2 separate regions of the Sus scrofa genome follow, and region 1 is linked to region 2. A link is a contact called in public Hi-C data. All regions are on one chromosome and are shown on one strand. The core of a region is the stretch at or near the end of the contact, and the rest is flanking DNA. Distances in the headings are between cores, read along the strand shown. Region 1 holds the start of LOC110262320 (NADH-cytochrome b5 reductase 2). Region 2 holds the start of EIF3F (eukaryotic translation initiation factor 3 subunit F).

Evidence for each region. A called contact is a pair of places that touch in the nucleus more often than the background predicts.
Region 1: a contact with region 2 is called in a Hi-C map of embryonic fibroblasts, with 1.9 times the contacts expected there. The contact joins the promoter of LOC110262320 here to the promoter of EIF3F in region 2. A contact is called at or near these places in 1 of 5 promoter capture datasets (liver) and 2 of 47 Hi-C or Micro-C datasets (embryonic fibroblasts and subcutaneous adipose tissue).

What each region holds. Positions count from the first base shown.
Region 1 is chr9:1,970,919-1,975,492 of Sscrofa11.1, forward strand. It overlaps LOC110262320 (NADH-cytochrome b5 reductase 2), which reads left to right and starts at 1,531. Exons shown (of 11, transcript XM_021102714.1): 1 at 1,531-2,402; 2 at 2,601-2,646; 3 at 2,649-2,672. The coding sequence starts at 2,319.
Region 2 is chr9:1,294,382-1,299,324 of Sscrofa11.1, forward strand. EIF3F (eukaryotic translation initiation factor 3 subunit F) reads right to left here and starts at 3,606. Exons shown (of 10, transcript XM_021062272.1): 1 at 3,376-3,606; 2 at 3,185-3,374; 3 at 441-511; 4 at 132-217. The coding sequence starts at 3,591.

The sequences.
Region 1 (4,574 bases), core at 281-2,780, 670 kb after region 2:
TTCTAATCTGTAGGGTGCCTGCTCCTCTTCCACCCTGGTCCAGGACCAGCCTCTCCTTTCACAGGAGTCTTCCGTGCTGAGCACCCTAGTGGCCTGGCCGTGCTCAACCCACGCCCGCAGTCACAGCAGGTGTTTCCAAGAGCAGTAGGACAGTCAAGGCCACGTAGGACAGAGATGGAAGCCTCATTCGTATCAAGAACAGAGGCTAAGGCTTATGACACCCATGAAGAGATGTGCTGACCGTAGGGCAGGCAGCCTCGGAGGGCTTCCCATCCAGTCTGTCCAGTCCTGTCCCCTTTGCCAGGAGCCAGTCCAACCAGGTAACCAATTGCCCAATCTTGCCCCCCCACCCCCTTACCATAACACTGGCTCCATTTAGACAACCAACCCCCTGGTCCAGTCCTCTAGACAGAGGTCTGGCTCCAACCAGACGCCCAGGGTCCTTTCCCTTGACCAGCCAAGCCCTTCGGCACCCCAGCTTTATCGGCTGAAGTGGAGTCAGCGTGTCCAGTGCCGGGCATCCCCCAGACACTACCCCAGTCTCTAGCCAGCATCCTTACTGTAGACATGCTGGGAGTGAGGGCGTGTCTTTACCTGGGGAGCGCTGCACTTGAACCCTGGCTGCTTTGGGACCTCAGGCTCAATTTAGGGGCCCTTGCTGGCTGGCCCAGAGGTCAAGAACTGGGACCAGCTGCCCAGTGATTTAGCCGGCTTTGTCAGCCCTGGGGCAGGAGGCAGGTCTTGAGTTACGAGATGGAAGGGGCCCCACGTTGGACACAAAATTTCGTTGCTGAATTAAGTCATGTGGAGAGATGCCGCTCAGGCCCTGGTGTAGCCGAGGCCCTCCACCTCGGTTTGGGGAAGGTTCTTTTTCTGTTCAGGTTCAAGTAGGTGAATAATGAAACCCAAGCTGAGATCAGTGTAGCATAAGCTTTACTCGGTGGTCAAGGAATAGAAAAGTGGGAACTAGGTTGACAGATCAGCATCTTACCCACCTTGCAAGACGGACTTAATTTTAAAGACTAAAGATGAAAGGGGAGGAATGAGGCTCATGATGAGGAAGCATAAGCTTTATTCTGCATAAGAGATACTAAAAAATGTCCACACCAGGGCTGCCTGTGCCAGCCCTGGAAGGGGCAGGACTTTCCAGGGAGTGGGGTGCCACCCCTTTTTATCCTTATTTGGTCCTTGATACCTGGTGGCCGCCACTGGTAGGTGTGTCTTCTAACCTGTTACTGGAGGAAAATCAAGGTATGATGAGACTCAAGGTCTGTCGGAGGTCAGATTTGAGGCCATCTTGGTCCCAGCTGGATTTTTGCTTGTGTGTAGCTTCCTTTCTTTCTTTTTTTTTTTTTTTTTTTTTTTTTTTTGCCTTTTCTTGGGCCACTCCCGCAGCATATGGATGTTCCCAGGCTAGGGGTCCAATTGGAGCTGTAGCCACCAGCCTACGCCAGAGCCACAGCAACATGGGATCTGAGCCTCGTCTGCACATACACCACAGCTCACGGCAACGCCGGATCCTTTACCCACTGGGCGAGGCCAGGGATTGAACCCGCAACATCATGGTTCCTGGTCAGATTTGTTAACCATTGAGCCACGACGGGAACTCCCAGTAGCTTCCTTTCTTATCTTTGGATTCTTAAAGATTTATGTTTCCTTCTGCTAAAGCTGTGGCGGGGGGGGGGGGGGGGGTGGTGGTGGAAATTTTCAGCAAGGACCCTGCTGCCAGTGGGGGTTGATGGGATTTGAGCCAAGAACAGCTCTGGCTACAGAGGTACCCACCCCACCCCACTCCTGCCCCCACCAGACTCAGAAGGGCGCCGGGGGAGGCAAGCCCCATCCCTCCTGGCTCTCAGCAGCTCGTCCCCAGCTCTGCCCCTGGGGGTTGGCGTCTTCATCCCGAATTGTGTATTAAGAGCAATGTCCTCACCCCCTCACCTCAAAGGGTGACTTTCAGGGCTTGCACCCTTGGCCGTAGCCAGGATGGAGACAGATGGCAGCAAAGGCCTGGTGGCATTAGCACTCCCGGGCCGTCTGCCTGGGAAGCTGAAACGTCTCCTTTAGTCTGATCTGCAGCCGGCCCCTCCCAACCCGCCGGGTCCACCGTAGACTCCGCCCGCCTCCTGTTTTAGTATATTTACCTCCGCCTAGTTTCTTTCAGAACAGCTTCATGCGTGCCTTTGGCATGGGGAGGGTGCCGCCGTGCCCGAGAGCCATCCTGCAGGGCCGGCAGGACCCGAGCCACCCTGCTCACGTTGTGTCCAGTAGGACCCGTCCCTGTCGTTGGGGTCGCGGCGCTCCCGTTGGCATTGAAGAGCATGAACTCAAAGAGGAAACGTCCTGTCACTTTGCAGGACCCTGAAACCGAGTACCCGCTACCCTGATTGAGAAACAGGTCATGGGTCAGCCCTCCTCGCGATGCCAGGGTCGGGGTTGGGCTGGCTGAGGAGGTGGGGCCGTGCAGTGGGCATGTCCTGGCGTCTAGTTTGGCTGCCGCTGCCTGTGTGTGTACGCTGGGAGCGCCTTCCCCAGGCATCTCAGCTGCCCAGCAAGGCTTCCGGAAAGCTGACAGAGCCTGCCTGTGGTTTCTGTTTCATTAGCAAATCAACCACAACACCCAGAGGTTCCGCTTTGGGTTGCCCTCGCCGACCATGCCTTAGGGCCTCCCGTGGGTGAGTGGGTTTGGTGTCATCCCCAGGGCTGGGGGCCCTGCAGGCGCTCTGCTCCAAAGGGAGGCGCCTCTGCTGAGGTCTGGAGCTTGCCCTGCTGTCTTTCCTGAAGAAGAGAGGTGGGGAGACGGGCTGGGGACCGACCCTTCCCTTTGTCATTGTTCCAGTAGGGCTGACACCAAAGCCGGTCTCACTGAGAACTGCAAACAAGTGAGGCTAAAGTCCGAAGGGCGAAGGTCCCAGTTCCGGCTCCTTGCTGGGCGACCTCAGGGAAGTCCCTCCACCCCTCTGAGCCTCAGTCCATGAACTGGCATTTCCCACTGGTCTTGTGCGGGTTAAGCAGTTGATGTGAAAATTCAGAAACTGGAAACTGCTCTGCACTGGGGTCTCAGACCCACTGCGGATGGGGGTCCCAGCCGTCTGCGAGTTCTGAGTGCGCCCCTTTCTAGTCTGTTCCACCGCCAGGCGGCTGCAGCAGCCTTACTGCTCTGCTAGGCCCACACCTGACACTGTGCAGCCTGCTGTGGGGCTGGCCGGCCTCATCCACGGCCCCCTTGTCCTGTGCACGGAGGTGGGGGTAGAACTTGACGTCACCTCTTCAGGTGACGCACTGACCCACGAGGCAGCCGGCCTGGCCCTTTAGCTCCCCCTCCCTCTTCACCCGTGGGAGCTGAGTGTCCACTGCTGTCCAGCCTCTGCCTGGCTTGCAAGGCCAGTCCTATTGGCGAGAAGGCTAAAGAATGAAATGCTTTGAGAAATCAAACTTGCTAGAAAGTGCCGAGACCTCTGTCTCCTTGGCCCTGGGGCGGGCAGTGCCCAGTTGGCAGGACCGGCTGATTTCGGGGCTTCTGGGGAGTTGGCTGCGAAGACTTAGGCACCTCTGCGACATGAAGGGTGAGAGGCGGGCCCTGTGGGGCCTCTCTGGGGCCACTCCCAGGCCAGGCCCAGCTTGGTGCATCTGCAAGAGCCTCTCTGGGGCTCCTAGTCTCAGCCTGGTTCTCGGCAGGAAGCTGTTTCAGGTGTTTATTTCCGGGATCCCGGTGCCCAGACAGGCCGTGGCTGGTCAGTGAGCCGTCCCTTCTGGCCCTCCGGCCTCAGGGCCCCTCCCCTTTCCTCCTCCCTCCCTCCCTCCGTTTCTCCCAAGGCTCTGTCCGCACCGCCCATCCTCCGTCCTCTGCCCACACAGCTCCTGCTCCCTCGGGCGCTCTGGGCCCTCAGCATCTCGTGATGGAGCTTCTCCCTCACGGCTCCTCGCCTTAGTCACCAGGGCCGCCCGTGTCAGATCCCGCAGGAACCTGCGTGGCCCAGCCCATCCCGTGATGCTGGGAGGTAGCCATGGCCCGCAGGCCTCTGGGCACCCCTGGGCCATCTGTTTCTACCCCAGAGGGGCAGAATTACACGAAGTTCAGAATTCGATGGCTGCCCTTCAGCAGAGCCGTGGACCAGGGAGGCGCAGGGCTCCTGCTGGAGCTCGTGGTCCGTGGACCTGCGAGCCCAGGCCGGCCCTGGGCCAGGCAGCCGGACACAGACCGTGGACCTGCGAGCCCAGGCTGGCCCTGGGCCAGGCAGCCGGACACAGACCGTGGACCTGCGAGCCCAGGCCGGCCCTGGGCCAGGCAGCCGGACACAGACCAGGGACTGCGAGCCCAGGCCGGCCCTGGGCCAGGCAGCCGGACACAGACCGTGGACCTGCGAGCCCAGGCCGGCCCTGGGCCAGGCAGCCGGACACAGACCAGGGACTGCGATCCCAGCACAGACCCGGTGATGCATCCAGTTTAGGAAGAAAGGACTGTGAAGACAGCGTATTTCGCTTTAAAAGAGAAACACCTTTCTGTCACGTTTAGTACCCAGCCTCCAACTTTCACTAGCTCTTCCGGCCCCACAGGCCAGGGCCCTTTGACACAG
Region 2 (4,943 bases), core at 2,356-4,855:
AACGGCCAGCAAAACACAGTGAATCCACAGCTTCTTGAGATAACACACGTTCAGCCCCGTCTCCAAAACAGGCAGCCCGACACCTCGTCTGGCGGCAGGAGACGCTGGCAGCCTGGCTTTCCCCCCACGGCCACTCACCAGCCAGGATGAGCTCGTTGGGAGAGACCTTCTTGTGCAGTTCGTACATGTTCTTAGCAAACTCCATGTCGACCGCCACCTGAGAGGGCAGGCGGGGAAGGAAGCTAAGAAGCCGGGAAGCCCAGCAACGTGGACGGACAGGGCTGGGGCCGCCCGTGACAGACGGAATGCCCAGAAAGCAGGTCCGACTGCGACGAGGCGCTCTGCAGGCCGCTCTGGTTAGAGCCCCACACGCGGTGGCGCGGGAGCGGCCACAAGCGCGTAGCCGGGGACCACGCGGGGGCTGCGCAAATGCCACTCACCTCATCTTCTGACTCATTGTGCGGCACCGAGAAGCAGTTGGTGACTTCCACGGAGTGCTTGTCAACAGTCCCTGGGACAGAGAACGGCCCCCGCGTCACAAAAGCCCAGGGCTCCCAACCGCCCCGGCCACCTCCCAAGTGCTCCCGAGTCTCCTCAAGGTCAAGGAACCAAACGCCCCCACGCCAGACTCAAAAGCTCCAAGTTCAGCCGCGCGCGTCCACAGTCCACAGAGGCAGGATTCTCCAGAGATGAGCTCTGGAGGGTCTCGAGCGCCCCCTCCAGGCGTCGGGGCAGGTGGGCCCAGCCCTCCTCGCAAGGCCTCCCCTGCCGACTGGCCTGCCGGGCCGTCCTGCCGCCAGTCCTGCCCCCACCTTCACCCTGAGCTCCTGGACTTTCTCCTCAATGTAATTTTCGACGTTTTTCCGGCCGCACCTGCGGTATATGGAAGTTCCTGGGCTGGGGCTGAATCCGAGCTGCAGCTGAGGCCTACACCACAGCCACAGCCACGTCCGATCCTCAACCTGCTGCGTGAGGCCAGGGATTGAACCTGTGTCCTCACGGAGACAACATTGGGTCCTTAGCCTGCTGGGCCACACCGGGAACTCCTCTCCCAGTATCATGTGACCCGCAGAGCTGCCTGGAGGAGTCTAACCCTGTCCGCACAGACCAGCTCAGCTGCAGGGGCGCCGCCTGTTCCCCCCCACACACACCTGGTTGCCGGTTTATGACCCTAACACCGCCATCCAGAAACCTCCCGGAGAAGCTTCAGCATCAAGGTCGGCCCTTCACCACGAACTCCTATTCCTCTGGTTCTGGCGGTACCTCCCCTCCCTCCCTGGTCTCCGGACCTCATGGAGGCTGCTGCCCCCAGGCCGCTCCCTCCCACTAGTTGAGCAGCACCTCCCAGCCAGGCTCGGGTGCTTCCCTGTGCACCTGTCATGTGTCCAACTCCTCCTCACTGCGCTTCTGCCCCCCGAGGAGTCACGAAGGATGCGTACTCCACCCGTCTGACCTCTCGGAGGCAGCAGACTGACCACTTCAAGCTTGTCTGTATCTGCCTGTCGCAATGACACGCTCCTGTTCCCATCTGCCACGGCTTCGTCCAATTATCTGCATGTGACTATAACCTCACCTTGAACTTAAGGTTTGAACAAAGCTCATTTTATCAAACTTTTTTTTTTTTTTTAAATTCTTTTTTAGGGCCATCCCTGTGGCACATGGAGGTTCCCAGGCTAGGGGTCCAATTAGAGCTACAGCTGCCTGCCTACACCAGAGCCACAGCAACGCAGGATCCGAGCCGCGTCTGCGACCTACACCACAGCTCAAGGCAATGCCCAATCCTTAACCCACTGAGCGAGGGCAGGATCGAGCCCTAATGGGTTCACTAACTGCTGAGCCACGACAGGAACTCCACACTTTGAGTTTTAAGTACCCGACAGTTTTACAGTAAATGGTGCCAATGAGCTCATTTAACCAAATGGAATGTGTTCCGTAAATTAACTTCTGCGAACATTGCGAAGCTCCATCTAGCAAGCAGGACCTACACCTCATTCAGGAAGCACTGCCTCCCTAACACCCCACACCACACAACAGGCGCACTCTGGGTGGGAATCCGAAGGTCTCGTCGCGGGCCCATCAGTGATGCACGCACGATTTACTACAGAAGCCCAAAGCAGGGCACAACCACGGACTCGGGGAGGCTAAGAACGGGGTGACGATGGGGTCCGCACGAAGGACGGAGAGACTTCTCCTTGGAACCCGAGGATGAGTGGAGCTGAAGAACAAACAAGGGAGGGAGGGAAGGCACCTGCCGCGGCGGAAGTCGGCCCCCAACAGCCGTCTGGTCCCGGTCTGGGCCGGCACCACCCGCGCCTCCGCAGCGCTCCAACGCTCCCAAAGCCCTCAGTCGTGTCCCAGGCCCGAGGCTGACAGGTGCCGGGGTGGGCCTGCAACGACTCCTGGCAACACACCCACCGTCTCCCACGGCGGAGACGACTGCACGTGCAAGGGTAAGAGAAACGCGCGGGAGTAAAGCGGCTTCACCACGGTGTCCCGAATCTGCGAGCGGGGCGGAGTGAAAATGAATTTGACGGGCTCAGCAGCCCCCCGAGAAAAGGACATCTCGTCAGAGCACCCCGCTTCAAGGCGTCTCCGTTTCATGAACCACTTTAACATAAAATACCTATTCCCCACCTTTGGGATGGGAGCAGGGAAAAGCCTGTTTCTCCGTCTGAATGTTACTACAGTAACAGGTAATACAACTGTGTTCAAACGGAGAATCAGAGCCGGCACTGGGGGCACTGACATCGGGGACACCGGGGCTCAGAGGATCCCGCTTAGAGGCTCAGGAAACCGGAGTGTTACTGAAACCCTACATGAGTTCCTGCCAAACCAGCTACTTGTCGAGGGTGGTATCTTTTTACAGACGTCCTCGACTCCTTTGCCAACTGGGTAGAAACTTCTTAGTAAACACCTGGAAAGTCAAGACGCGCAGCAGCAGATAAGGGGGGAAACGAGGTCACCGGGCGGGGGAGGCGAGCGTTTCCGCGTCCTCGCCAGCGTGGACCTCATCTTCCGCAGATTGAGACCCATCCACCGGGCGCAGAGACTGCTGGGCGACCGAGGATAAACCTAGACCGCGTGGCACACGGCGTCTGTTCAACAGGTAACCGCCACGGGGACGGGGAGAGAGGGGCGCGAGACGGCGGCGGGAGGCCAAGGCCAGCCCGCGGCGGGCCCTCACCCAGCAGGGTCCCGATGACCCGGGCGGCGCCCTCGTTGCGTCGCTCGTAGCTGTCCACGATGGAGGCCAAGATGACCGGGTGCAGCCGCACCACGCGGCCGCCGGGGAAGGGGCCCGGGAGCGCAGGCCCGGGCAGCGACGGCGCCGGGGTCTGCGCGGGGGCCGGAGCCGGGCCGGGGCCTGGCCCGGGCCGCGGGAGTGGCCGCCGCCGCCGCCGCCGGGTCTGAGGACGAGGCGGGCGCCGGCGCTGCAGCCGGTACCGGCGCCGGAGCCGCTGCGGGCGCCGGAGCCGAGGCTGAGGCTGGGGCCGGTGCCGGGGCTGAGGCCGCAGCGGGGACCGGGGCCGGGGCCGGGGCCGGGGCCGGAGTGGCGGGAGGAGCACTCGCCGGTACTGCCGGTGCTGCCATCTTGTCGAGAGAGAAGGAGCCAGGAGCGGAAGGGAGGGAGTTGAGCATTGTTAGGAGTACGGTTGGCTGCATGTGCACCACGTGAGCCAGATCTTTGTGTCTATTGGGTACTGGTGATGCCTCTCAAGGATGTAATTTCCTGCTCTGAGTTTGTGCTCCTTGATTTTGGTCCGATGGGCACTCCGTAAGAACCGAGCTAAGTAGTTCCGAGAAAACGTGGGCCCTCGCTGGGACTAGAAAAACAGCTGCCACCAGATGGAGCGAGAGAGCTGCACAAGCGCTGCAGAAGTACTTTCCGTGGGATAATCCGCGTCAAAGCGCCTTTTTTTTTTTTAACTTGTTTTTCTTTCTTTTTTAAAAAATGATTTTTATTTTTTCCATTATAGTTGGTTTACAGTGTTCTGTTAATTTTCTACTGTGCAGCAAAGTGACCCAGTCTCTCTCTCTCTCTCTCTCTCACACACACACACACACACACAATTATCCTCCATCACCCTCCATCACAAGTGACCAGACAGTTCCCTGCGCTACACAGCCCGACCTCATTGCTTACCTACTCCAAATGCACTAGTTTGCATCTATGAACCCCAAATTCCAAGTCCATCCCACTCCCTCCCCCTCTCCCTTGGCAACCACAAGTATGTTCTCCAAGTCTATGAATTTCTTTTCTGTGGAAAGGTTCATTTGTGCCATATATTAGATTCCAGATGTAAGTGATATCATATGGTATTTGTTTTTCTCTTTCTGACTTACTTCACTTACTGTGAGAGTTGCTGCAAATGGCATGGTTTTGTTCTTTTTTATGGCTGAGTAGTATTCCATTGTGTCTGTATACCACATGTTCCTAATCCATTCATCTGTCGATGGACATTTAGGTTGTTTCCATGTCCTGGCTATTGTGAATAGAGCTGCAGTGAACATTGGGGTGCATGTATGTTTTTCAAGGAAAGTTTTGTCCATATATATGCCCAAGAGTGGGATTGCTGGGTCATAGGGTAGTTCTATACTTAATTTTCTGAGGTATCTCCATCCTGTTTTCCATAGTAGTTGTACTAATTTACATGTATCCCAAGCTCCTGAAAGAGCATCTGGCACATGATCCAGTTGTTGAATGAATGACTCACCTCTTTGACACCTTAGGACAGGATGCTGTGAAGAATAAAAGGTGTCGGAGATCCCGTCGTGGTGCAGTGGTTAATGAATCCGACGAGGAACCATGAGGTTGCGGGTTCGATCCCTGGCCTTGCTCCATGGGTTAAGGATCCCACGTTGCTGTGGCTGTGGTGTAGGCCGGCGGCTACAGCTCCGATTCCATCCCTAGCCTGGGAACTTCCATATGGCATGGGAAGCTG